2 separate regions of the Sus scrofa genome follow, and region 1 is linked to region 2. A link is a contact called in public HiChIP or PLAC-seq data. All regions are on one chromosome and are shown on one strand. The core of a region is the stretch at or near the end of the contact, and the rest is flanking DNA. Distances in the headings are between cores, read along the strand shown.

The links. HiChIP or PLAC-seq counts read pairs in DNA pulled down with a chosen protein or histone mark.
Region 1: a contact with region 2 is called in an H3K27ac HiChIP or PLAC-seq map of skeletal muscle. The contact joins two enhancer-like sites. A contact is called at or near these places in 6 of 47 Hi-C or Micro-C datasets (brain, fetal heart ventricle, heart right ventricle and 2 more) and 1 of 2 datasets of contacts at active chromatin or transcription factors (skeletal muscle).

What each region holds. Positions count from the first base shown.
Region 1 is chr1:75,138,029-75,142,986 of Sscrofa11.1, reverse strand. All of the region lies in intron 1 of SESN1 (sestrin-1), which reads left to right. It overlaps LOC106508918 (a long non-coding RNA gene), which reads left to right. Exons shown (of 2, transcript XR_001306055.2): 2 at 1-997. Among named protein-coding and RNA genes, the nearest start is that of SESN1, 30 kb to the left of the region's middle. Within about 2 kb of position 1,621, at least 1 of the 83 cell types and tissues checked has an H3K27ac peak or open chromatin away from gene starts, as enhancers often do. A contact at or near this core is called in skeletal muscle, where this site is marked.
Region 2 is chr1:75,009,742-75,014,375 of Sscrofa11.1, reverse strand. All of the region lies in intron 13 of ARMC2 (armadillo repeat-containing protein 2), which reads right to left. Among named protein-coding and RNA genes, the nearest start is that of ARMC2, 88 kb to the right of the region's middle. Within about 2 kb of position 1,730, at least 44 of the 83 cell types and tissues checked have an H3K27ac peak or open chromatin away from gene starts, as enhancers often do. A contact at or near this core is called in skeletal muscle, where this site is marked.

The DNA.
Region 1 (4,958 bases), core at 372-2,871, 130 kb before region 2:
ATTTGGATGCAAAACTAGGGTTTCTAGAGTATTATCTTAGTTTCATAATTTGACCTTCCACTATATATATAGTAGTAAAATGGTATTAATTCTTTTACTCATTCTAAAGGTATCTCTCAAAATTTGAGAGGCGATCTCATTCTCAGCTACCTTAGGTTCTGACCATACATTAAAAGGAGTTCTTTGTAAAAAAAAAAAAATAAAAACAAAAACAAAACTTCAATATCTTCATTTTAGACTATAATTATAGATAGTATTCTGTATTATATTAGAGGAAAGATTTAAAGAAAAAAAGTATTTTAAAGAAAATAAATATTTTTGTTTCATTATTTTTCAATCTTTAATAAATGGGCAGTATTTTGTGACACAGAATATTACTATCATCCTGTCTAAGAGACAAATGTGTGATCCAGAGCATTTTCTATACCTGAGTACGCATGGTAGTTTATTTTAGCCTTATAGCCTTGTCCCTGTTAAGCCCAGTAATCTCGTTTTTTCTTTTTTCCTTTTTGAAGATCCTCTAGTCATATCATACCATCCTTGAAGACACTTCAGAAAGCAGAACAACTCTGCTTCCGAGTTTCCTCCCCTTGTCTCCATGATCGCATAGAAGGGAATATGTGAGAGGGTTAGTTAAATGATTTTTAAAACTAAATGTGTTTATATTTAGTTACTTAAAACACAGTAGATTATTTCTTTTAAAAATGAGATTTATAAGGAGATCCTGCTGAATAGCATTGAGAACTATGTCTAGATACTCATGTCGCAACAGAAGAAAGGGTGGGGAAAAGAACTGTAACTGCAATGTATACATCTAAGGATGACCTGACCCCCTTGCTGTACAGTGGGAAAATAATTAAAAAAAAAAAAAATGAGTAACAAAAAGAAATAGATCTCTGAAAATTGAGTAAATGGAAATAGGAAAAGGAGAAACTTTAACAACATTCATATAAAGCTGAGAGGCAGCAAAATAAATAATAACAATTTTGGGGAAAATGGTATTTTTTTAATAAACCTGGAAGAATATTGATAATGATTCTCAAATATGCCTATATACTAAGGGGAATAAAAGCATGTTCTAGAAGCCCCCTCAACCTCTGTAGGGCAGCTGGGAACTGGGATTCAAACAGGGCTGGGACCAAGTACCCAAGGGCTGTTTCTTTCTGTGGAAAGGTTTTATTGCTCATTGATTTGGTACAATTTCAGATGTCTTGTTCTCCCTGAGACCAACTGTGAAGTACATTTCAGACTTTGCAGGTGAAGGCATCTCTAGCAATTGTATTTTTAATTTCATGGCTAAATTCATGTTATAATATTGCTATTTTTCTATGTCTGTCTCCCCCTCCCTCCCTCATGCATGCTGTCTATCATCTCTCTCTCTCTCTATCTCACACACAACACACACACACACACACACACACACACACACACACACACACCTTTAAAATTCTTATGATTTCCGATAGTGTTTTGGTCAAGGGCAAAATTCTGTACATGGCCTCACATAATTTATCATTGCAGCTGGGACATGATGAGAAGATGGATTCTGAGAAGTCATAGGAGTAAACCAGGATGAAAAGTCACCCTCCCTATAAGGCTGTCCGTGACCTGGCTGCTGCTGGCCTCTGCAGCCTTGGCTTGCAGTGTGCTCTTCCTTGCTCTGCATGGCCCAGGCTCACAGACTATCTGCAGTTCATTTTTCAGGCACACTGTGCTCTGTTTACTCTTAGTAGAAAGCTTTCTATGTGCTTTCCCCCTTTCCTTAATAGAGCTTCTCCTCTCTTTAATAGATCTCCTCCTACTCATCTTTCAGATCTCATCAGTTGGAGATTCCTTGGCTAATAAGCCTTCTCAGACTTTCCTGACTAAATCCATTCTCTTTCATCATTCTTCAGGGCACATACTTCATTTCATTTAGATAATTCTTGGGTTAATGTCTGTCTACCACTGGAGTGAGACTTCATGTAGGTAGAGGCCTTGCCAGGTTTTCTCATCATTTATTTCTCCATCACTCGGTGGGCACATAATAATAGCTAAGTAAATATTCGTTAGCTTAATTAATTTAAAAGAGGAAGATAAAGTCAAGCTTACTGCATAACCTAAAATATTTAAGTGATACTCAATTCTGATATATCCATTTAATTTTTGTTTAAAATAATTAATACATTTATATTTATAAATAAGTGTTCAATATTTAGAATTTTTCATTTTTATGTTATTTGTAAATAAAAAGTTCTAAAATTTTTCACAAGTCTCTGTGTTAGTTAGCTGTGTTCTTTTATCCTAAGGGAACTTTAAGTTAGAAGAAACTTATCGTTGCTTTAATTTATGTTATACACATTTTAAAATCAGACATACATCTGAATTGCAAATAATATGCGTAAGATATTTCAAAGAGTTGAATGTATTTTTAAAGAAAATATTAACTTTCTCTTGTTATTGAGGCAGTTTTAATTACAAATTATATCAAGGCTCATGTACATTTATTGAATTAATCATTTTAATTTATTTGATTTGAGTTCAGCCTATCCTAATGGAAAGATTGGGAGGGGAAGTTAGAATAGTGTATGCATTACCGCTTGAGACATTGAAAAGTACCTGCCATAAATTTAATGAAGAAGGAAGGAAAAACAATTTTTTCTGATTCTTTTGGACTCTTGAGGGAAAAACTGCGACCTTCCAGTAACAAATTTTCTGAGGCTTATTAAGTGGCTCTAAGATACAGCCAGTACTGATCTCATTTAATCATAAATGATTAATTTATTCTATATAGTTAAAGTAGACTGGAGCATCCGACAGGTACTGTACTAATTATAGTCATTAATGACCTACTTTTTCTGACCTAAAAAGGTAAATGAAGGAGGGAATTGTCTTTGCCTTTCAGGGATTTTCCCCTCGAAAAGAGATTAGTTCCCTGTTGTTGCTCTTTATTTTCATATGACACTTTCCTAAGATCTTTATAAAACTTTCTAGCCACTTATGATGGATCTAGTCGCTTATGATGGAGTGTGATAATGTGTGAAAAATAATCTATATATGCATGTGTGACTGGATCACCTTGCTGTACAGTAGAAAATTGACAGAACACTGTAAACCAGCTATGATGGAAAAAATAAAAATCATTTTAAAAAATGATCTTTATAAAACTCCACAGTACTGAACTCATCTTTGGAAGAAGCAGAATGAATTCATCTTCTCCCACAGGCAAAAAGACTTGGCAGGTCAGACCTCTCTTACTCCAGTTAGAAATCGTTAAGTTTTATAAACAGGCTCTTTTGTTGAAAGAGTCTCAGCATAGATGTGGTCTGGGGATCAAGAATACATACATGGTTCAACATTGGAAAACAACTATACTTTAATTAAAAAAATGTTTTTAAGGGCACACATGAAGCATTAGTATGAAAATGCTATTACAGCAGTTCTTAAGGTACTTCCCTTAAAAGTCTCCTTTTAAGTGTTTTAGAATTTATTCCAGGAAGAAAAAAAAAAACTCAAAAAATGATCCTTTGTTAATGTTTTATTTGGTGGTGTGACTTTTTTCATAGATTAGGTGATGTTTACTCCTTAATATAAATGTGTATGTGTGTCTTTGTTATTATTTATTAATACACAATGCTTAACAGAAGCTTAGCTTTGGTGATTTTAGGCTCAGAACCAAAGGGGTACTTTGTAGAAACCCAGAGTAGGTCAGAGAGTACCATGGTGTAGTAAAGGGGAGATCCCCAAGCTTGCTCAGGTTGTCTTGCCCCTGGTGGAGTTCACTTCCATTGTTATGGTCTAGGTCTGCCTTCCTGTGAATGGAAGAAATACTCAAATTGAAGGAAAGTCTTAGGAAAAATTGTTGTAACTTTTTAGGATAATATTATCAATTATCGACAGATTCGGTGGGGACAACATAGAGGAGAAAAAAATTAGAACTGAATTCTAAATTCCACAGATCAAGAGCAAAAATATGTATAAATATGGGAGCTTCTCTAAATGTAATGTAAGGAGTGCTGTCTAGGTCTGTGTGGACTGGGAAATAGTTCCTCAGATTTTGCCTGCCTGTTCTACTTTTTTACATGTAGCTGTTGTGGAAGTGACCATGTTTTAGAATCAAGGATTCAATTCATGCCATGTGAATTCTGAACATATGTAATTGAATGTATGTTAGGGGCAAATCTTCTGACCGCTAGAATAGCTACTATCACATGTCTATAAAACACCATTTCACACCTGCTCTATTTGACTAATCTACAATTAGAATCTAGGAGTATACTTTAGCTGGCTTCCAAGATCCTAGATTTTTTTTTTTATTTTTTACATATCAAAGTTAAAATGAAGTTTTCTTAAAATTAAATTTTAAGAAATGGCTTCCTTGAATTGGTTTAATGTTAATTTATTATCTACAAATTCATATATATGAAGTTTCATGAATTTTGAAAAACTATATTAAATTTGGTGTTTCCTCAAGTATAATATGCCTGGTATCTTGGATCATGTTATCTGTTAGAGCTGAAGTTTTATTTTCTAGCTAAATTCCCCTTCTTAGGTCCTTCTACTGCCTCACCTTTTTTAAGGATAAGAGACCCATGAGAATGCTAAGCCTTTTAGAGGTCAGAGTTGCTGAAGTTATTTTCTATTCTTATATTTGCCAAGAATTGCTGACAATGTAAAAGCTATCATATGAGTGAATACCAGTTGCCTAGATTGTTTGATGATTTTGGACAAGTGTGGATCAGGATTTCCTGTAGTTTTCTTCCTCTTCTGGGGCTGTGTTGCCTCTATCTCTAAGCAATTGTACACTTGAAAAGAAAAAACAAAGCAAGGTCACTGGATCTAAATTACTTTTACTTCTGTGCCAAATGAAACTCTCCTTCTGTTATATGTTGTAGTTTTGGCATCTTTTGGCATCTAGAGAGAAACCACACTTAGGAGGCGGGATATGGAGGTTTTAGGAGAGGAGATTTTTTTGAGTG
Region 2 (4,634 bases), core at 481-2,980:
GGACACCTACCTACAGCAGCAGGCCTGACCTCGACCACGCCATCCAGGCAGAGCCTGTGGGGCGATCTCTTTGGCGCAGCATATGCTGTGCCCTGGGAGCAAGCACGTTACCCAATCAGAAAGGTCTCCACACACCCATAAATAAAACCTCTTTAAATGGAACAAACAAGGAGCAGGACCCTGCTGAACAGAGTGGGCTCTGTCAAGGTCCAGCAGCTGCTGCCGCTGTGTTGACTGTTACTTTCCAAGTAAAAAAGAAAGAGGATGCCCTGAAGTCGGGGGGGGGGGGGTCCCCCTACTCAGAGGTACAAATGGGCGCTTCAGGAGGCTCCCTGGCCCCAGAGTCCAACGCTGATGTAGGGAAGAGGAAGGACTTGAACAACCATTTCTGAACTCACAGATGGATTCCCAACCACCAGAGCCACCTCTTCACCACATGACCCTCATCCGACCCACACTGCCCAAGAGGCATCTATCATTCCTCCCTTTCTCACTCCTCTCAGCAACCAGGCACCGAGTTGCCTCCCTCTGTCATCTCAGAATCCCCCTGGGCCCCCCCTCCCCATGCCCACTCTGGCTAACTCGTCTGCAGACTCTTGTCAGAGACCCTTGAAGGGCTCCTCCCTCTGCAGCCAAGACTAACACCACTATCTTGAAACACAGCTCTTCTATCAATCCCTTGCTCAAAAACATCCACTGCCTATTAAATGCCAAAGCCAGCATCTCGTGCACCATCTGGGCCCACGTGACCACTTCCGCCTCACCTCGCACCTCCCCCCACCTGTCGCTGACCAATGGGAATGCGTCCCTCTCTGTCTCCACACCCTTCCTACTGTAGCACCTTAAATCAGCCATCTGCATAACATTGACGGTGGGAGAGGAATTCTATCGAGCTGCTGCGTAAGCATCAACCGTGTTCAGCAGACTCCATTGTTAACTTAGCAGAGGACCACTTCTCCTGAGTCAAGGAAAACATTTCAGAAAGTTTCAAGGATGGGTTGAAATTGAAGGGGTTGTAATTGCACCTAAAATCAGAAATCTCTCTTCACCAGAAAATTAATCAGGATCCCCTGTTTACATTTTGGTTAGAAATCTCTCACACAATATGGATCTTCGAGCTCAATCAGGATTTGCCATTGGCAACATTTATCTGGCTTCCCACCCCCCAAACCAAACATGAAAATTGCGTTTATAGGTGGCTTAAAGAACAGATAACATCTACAAATCGAGAAGGCAGCCTACACTGCTGCAGAAATGCTAATTAACCCTAGGCTACTAAAAGTGGGTCAACAGTTTGCTGAAGTGCTGAGCCATACAGAACAGAAGAATCTGAGATGGTGGAGGCTCAAAACCAGAATCTAAGTAGACAATCATTTTAAAACCAGAAGCACTTCTACTCGATGCCTCTCTCCACCTCTCCATTCCATCAGCAATCACTTACTGGGCGCCCACTGTATGCTTCTGAATGTGGCTATCATTCAAAAGCGCCAGGGCCATGCTAGAATTTCACTGTGCTCCGTTCTTTTTTTAAGACAGCAGACATAAGTCAGGCATTTGCACTCGGTGCTGATTGGGGTGGGGTTGGGGGGAGAGCCATTTCCACAAGGGCAAAGCAGCAGGAGACGGAAAGAATGAACAAGCTAAGGACTTATTGTGCCGCCTGCTCGGTCAGGGGTGCAGACCAAGGCCAAGGCTGAAAAAAAGAAGAGAGCTCAGCCAAACGCTCCCGGCACCCACTGGGAATGTGCCTGCCGAGGGGCTGGGAAGACAGCCACAGGGTGCGCTCCCGCCAGGCAGGAGGTGGGGGGCGAGCCAGGAGCCAAGTCGCCATCTAAAGGCGCCAGGGGAAGGGGTGGGGCAGCCTCCCTCTCCAGTCCTCACTGAGCTCCAGGAGGACGGAGGGGGAGAGGGAGGGGGCGCTATCTCTGGCCTGCCGGGCAGCTGGGGTTGCGCTGGAGCCGAACAGCTTGGAAAAGGGCAGATGTTTTTGCTTTCAGCCTCCACTCTCCAGACATGCCAGGTCTTTTCAACACCACGATGCCCGAGCATTCCAAATCAGACAGTGTTCACATGGCTGGAGACAGCCACTTGCCCAGAAAGAAGTCTCAATGGGAGGAGGGAGGCTTGGCTTTCAGAGCAGCACAAGCAAGGACACGTCCAAGGATGCCTCAGACAGTTGTTCTGAGGCTCTGATGACTGCCCTGCATCTGGAAGTTCTGTTAAACAAACAAACAAACAAACAATCAAAAACAAGACAGACTATATCTAGAAGTGGCGAGGGTCAGACAGTTGCTCAACAGACACAGGGAAGGGAATGTAGATAAAGGTCATTCTTTTTGGACTGTGACCTTTGCAAAATATTCCCAGTCTTATAAATCTTTTTTTGCGGCCGTTTACCAGACCTCCTGCCCAGCAGATATTTATAGGAGAAATGGGGGAATATCCCTCCGAGTTCTTCCAAAAAAACAAACCCAAGCGTATTTTGCTGAGCTGCTAAAAGCGGCAGCGCTGACGTCAGAGGCACCTCCGGAGGCTGGCTCTGCCTCGCAAGGCTGTGGCGGACCCGGCTCGGGCCTTCGACACGAGGCCCATCTGTGGGCACATTTGGTTGCTACCAAATGCCGTTTGCACCATGGAGCAGACAATATGTGCACGGTTCTTAAATGAGATTTGTCATTCAATTGAATTTCACTCAGCTTTACCGAATGTGAAAGTTTAGCTTTCAGACTGCACCCAGCTGACTGAAGGGCTGTGTTTCGGTCTCAGTTTTTGTCTCAGTGTATGGGAACTGGGAGTTACTAGTTGGATTGTGGATCTTGGACAAAATGAACCTCATAGACAGACATGAGCCAAAGAAGTTTCCCTTGTTCTCCCTGAGGACGTCTCTGTAAGAGCTGGGAGGAGTGGATTCCTGTTCTCTGAGACTGTTGATGAACTAGAAACGCTTGGCTACCATCACATTCTGACAAGCCCGGTCACCGAAGGGCTGTGTGCAGACAGAGGGGCTGTAAACTAAACCATGTGTTATGTAAAGCGAACAGATCACCCTCAAATTTATCTGTCGCAAATTTACAAAGTTTAGACCTGGGGATGTACTGAACTTCTCAAAGCAGGACATCCGCAGGAATACTGAGTGATTCTTCTAACAATAAAATCTGGTGACTGCTTCACAAAGAAACAAATGGACAACTTGCGGCTTCTTGTCTAGCTAACTGAGCTTAACAAGCCCTCCCTTCGGTGGCCAGTTTGAGGGTCTTGAGGGTCCTGCAGGAGTATCCTCCCAAGTAGCCCACTCTGACCAGTGCCTTGAAACCCCACCAGTGCGATGGTTGACTTATCACACCTGGTTTGGTCTCTGGGTAACTTGTCTTGGCCTAGTCTGGCAGAGAAAATTCCTGGAAGGGTCGAACGACCCATCTCATTTTCTCTGCCTAAGAAAGCGCGCCTTAGTTATTGGTGCAAGAGGCACAAGGCGTGTGGTTGTCACCACTCATTGGGGAAACCTACACAGACACCTGGCATGCCTGTTGATCTGGTTCCTACTTCGTGAGATTCACTTTCAGCCACACGCTTGCAGAGAAAGACTGACCCTGTGTGGCTGCTTTGATTAATCACTTTAAAGTCTCTTGAGGTTTTGTAGAAAACCCTCTGCTGTCAATATTCAGAGAGAAAAAAACTGCTTTAAGGAACCATCTTAATAACTTATACCACAGGTTCTCAAACCCACTCTTTATTTGAATCACCTGAGAAGCCTCTTCTTCAAAATAGACTCTCAGGAAGTTCCCTGGTGGTGCGGCAGGTGCAGGATCCTTTGTTGTCACTGCCGTGGCACAGGTTCAATCCCTGGCCTGGGGAACTTCCACATGCCCTGGGTGTGGCCCCTAAAAACAGGCTCTCAGTTCCCATCAGAGATCTGAATCAGGATGTCCATGGGTGGGGCCTGTATTTTTCAGAGCTTCCCAAGTTTAGGAGACACTGATTCAAATCAAGAATAAGAAATCTCACCAAATTAGTACCTAGTGTCTGTTTTTATAATATCACGTTTAAAATAACATGGAGTGATAAGTCAGAAAGAGAAAGACACATACCATATGATACCACTTATATCTGGAATCTAATATATGGCACAAATGAACCTTTCCACAGAAAAGAAAATCATGGACATGGAGCATAGATCTGTGGTTGCCAAGGGGGAGGGGGAGGGAGTGGGAGGGATGGGGTGCTTGGGGTTAATAGATGCAGATTATTGCCTTTGGAATGGATTAGCAATGAGATCCTGCTGTGTAGCACTGGGAACTGTATCTAGTCACTTATGATGGAGCATGATAATGTGAGAAAAAAGAATGTATACATGTATGTGTAACTGGGTCACCTTGCTGTACAGTAGAAAACTGACAGAACACTGTAAACCAGCTATAATGGAAAAAATAAAAATCATTATATAGAAAATTTTTAAATATAAAATAACATGAATCCACATTCCTTGTAAACAATTCTCACAACACAGACACGGAGGAAATAAAAGTGAAAAGCTCCCTCTTCAACTCTTCATTATCAACTGACTTAATAGAGACACACTAAGGACATTAAAAAAAAAAAGACCTATTCTCATAGGCTGAAGGCAGACTTTACCT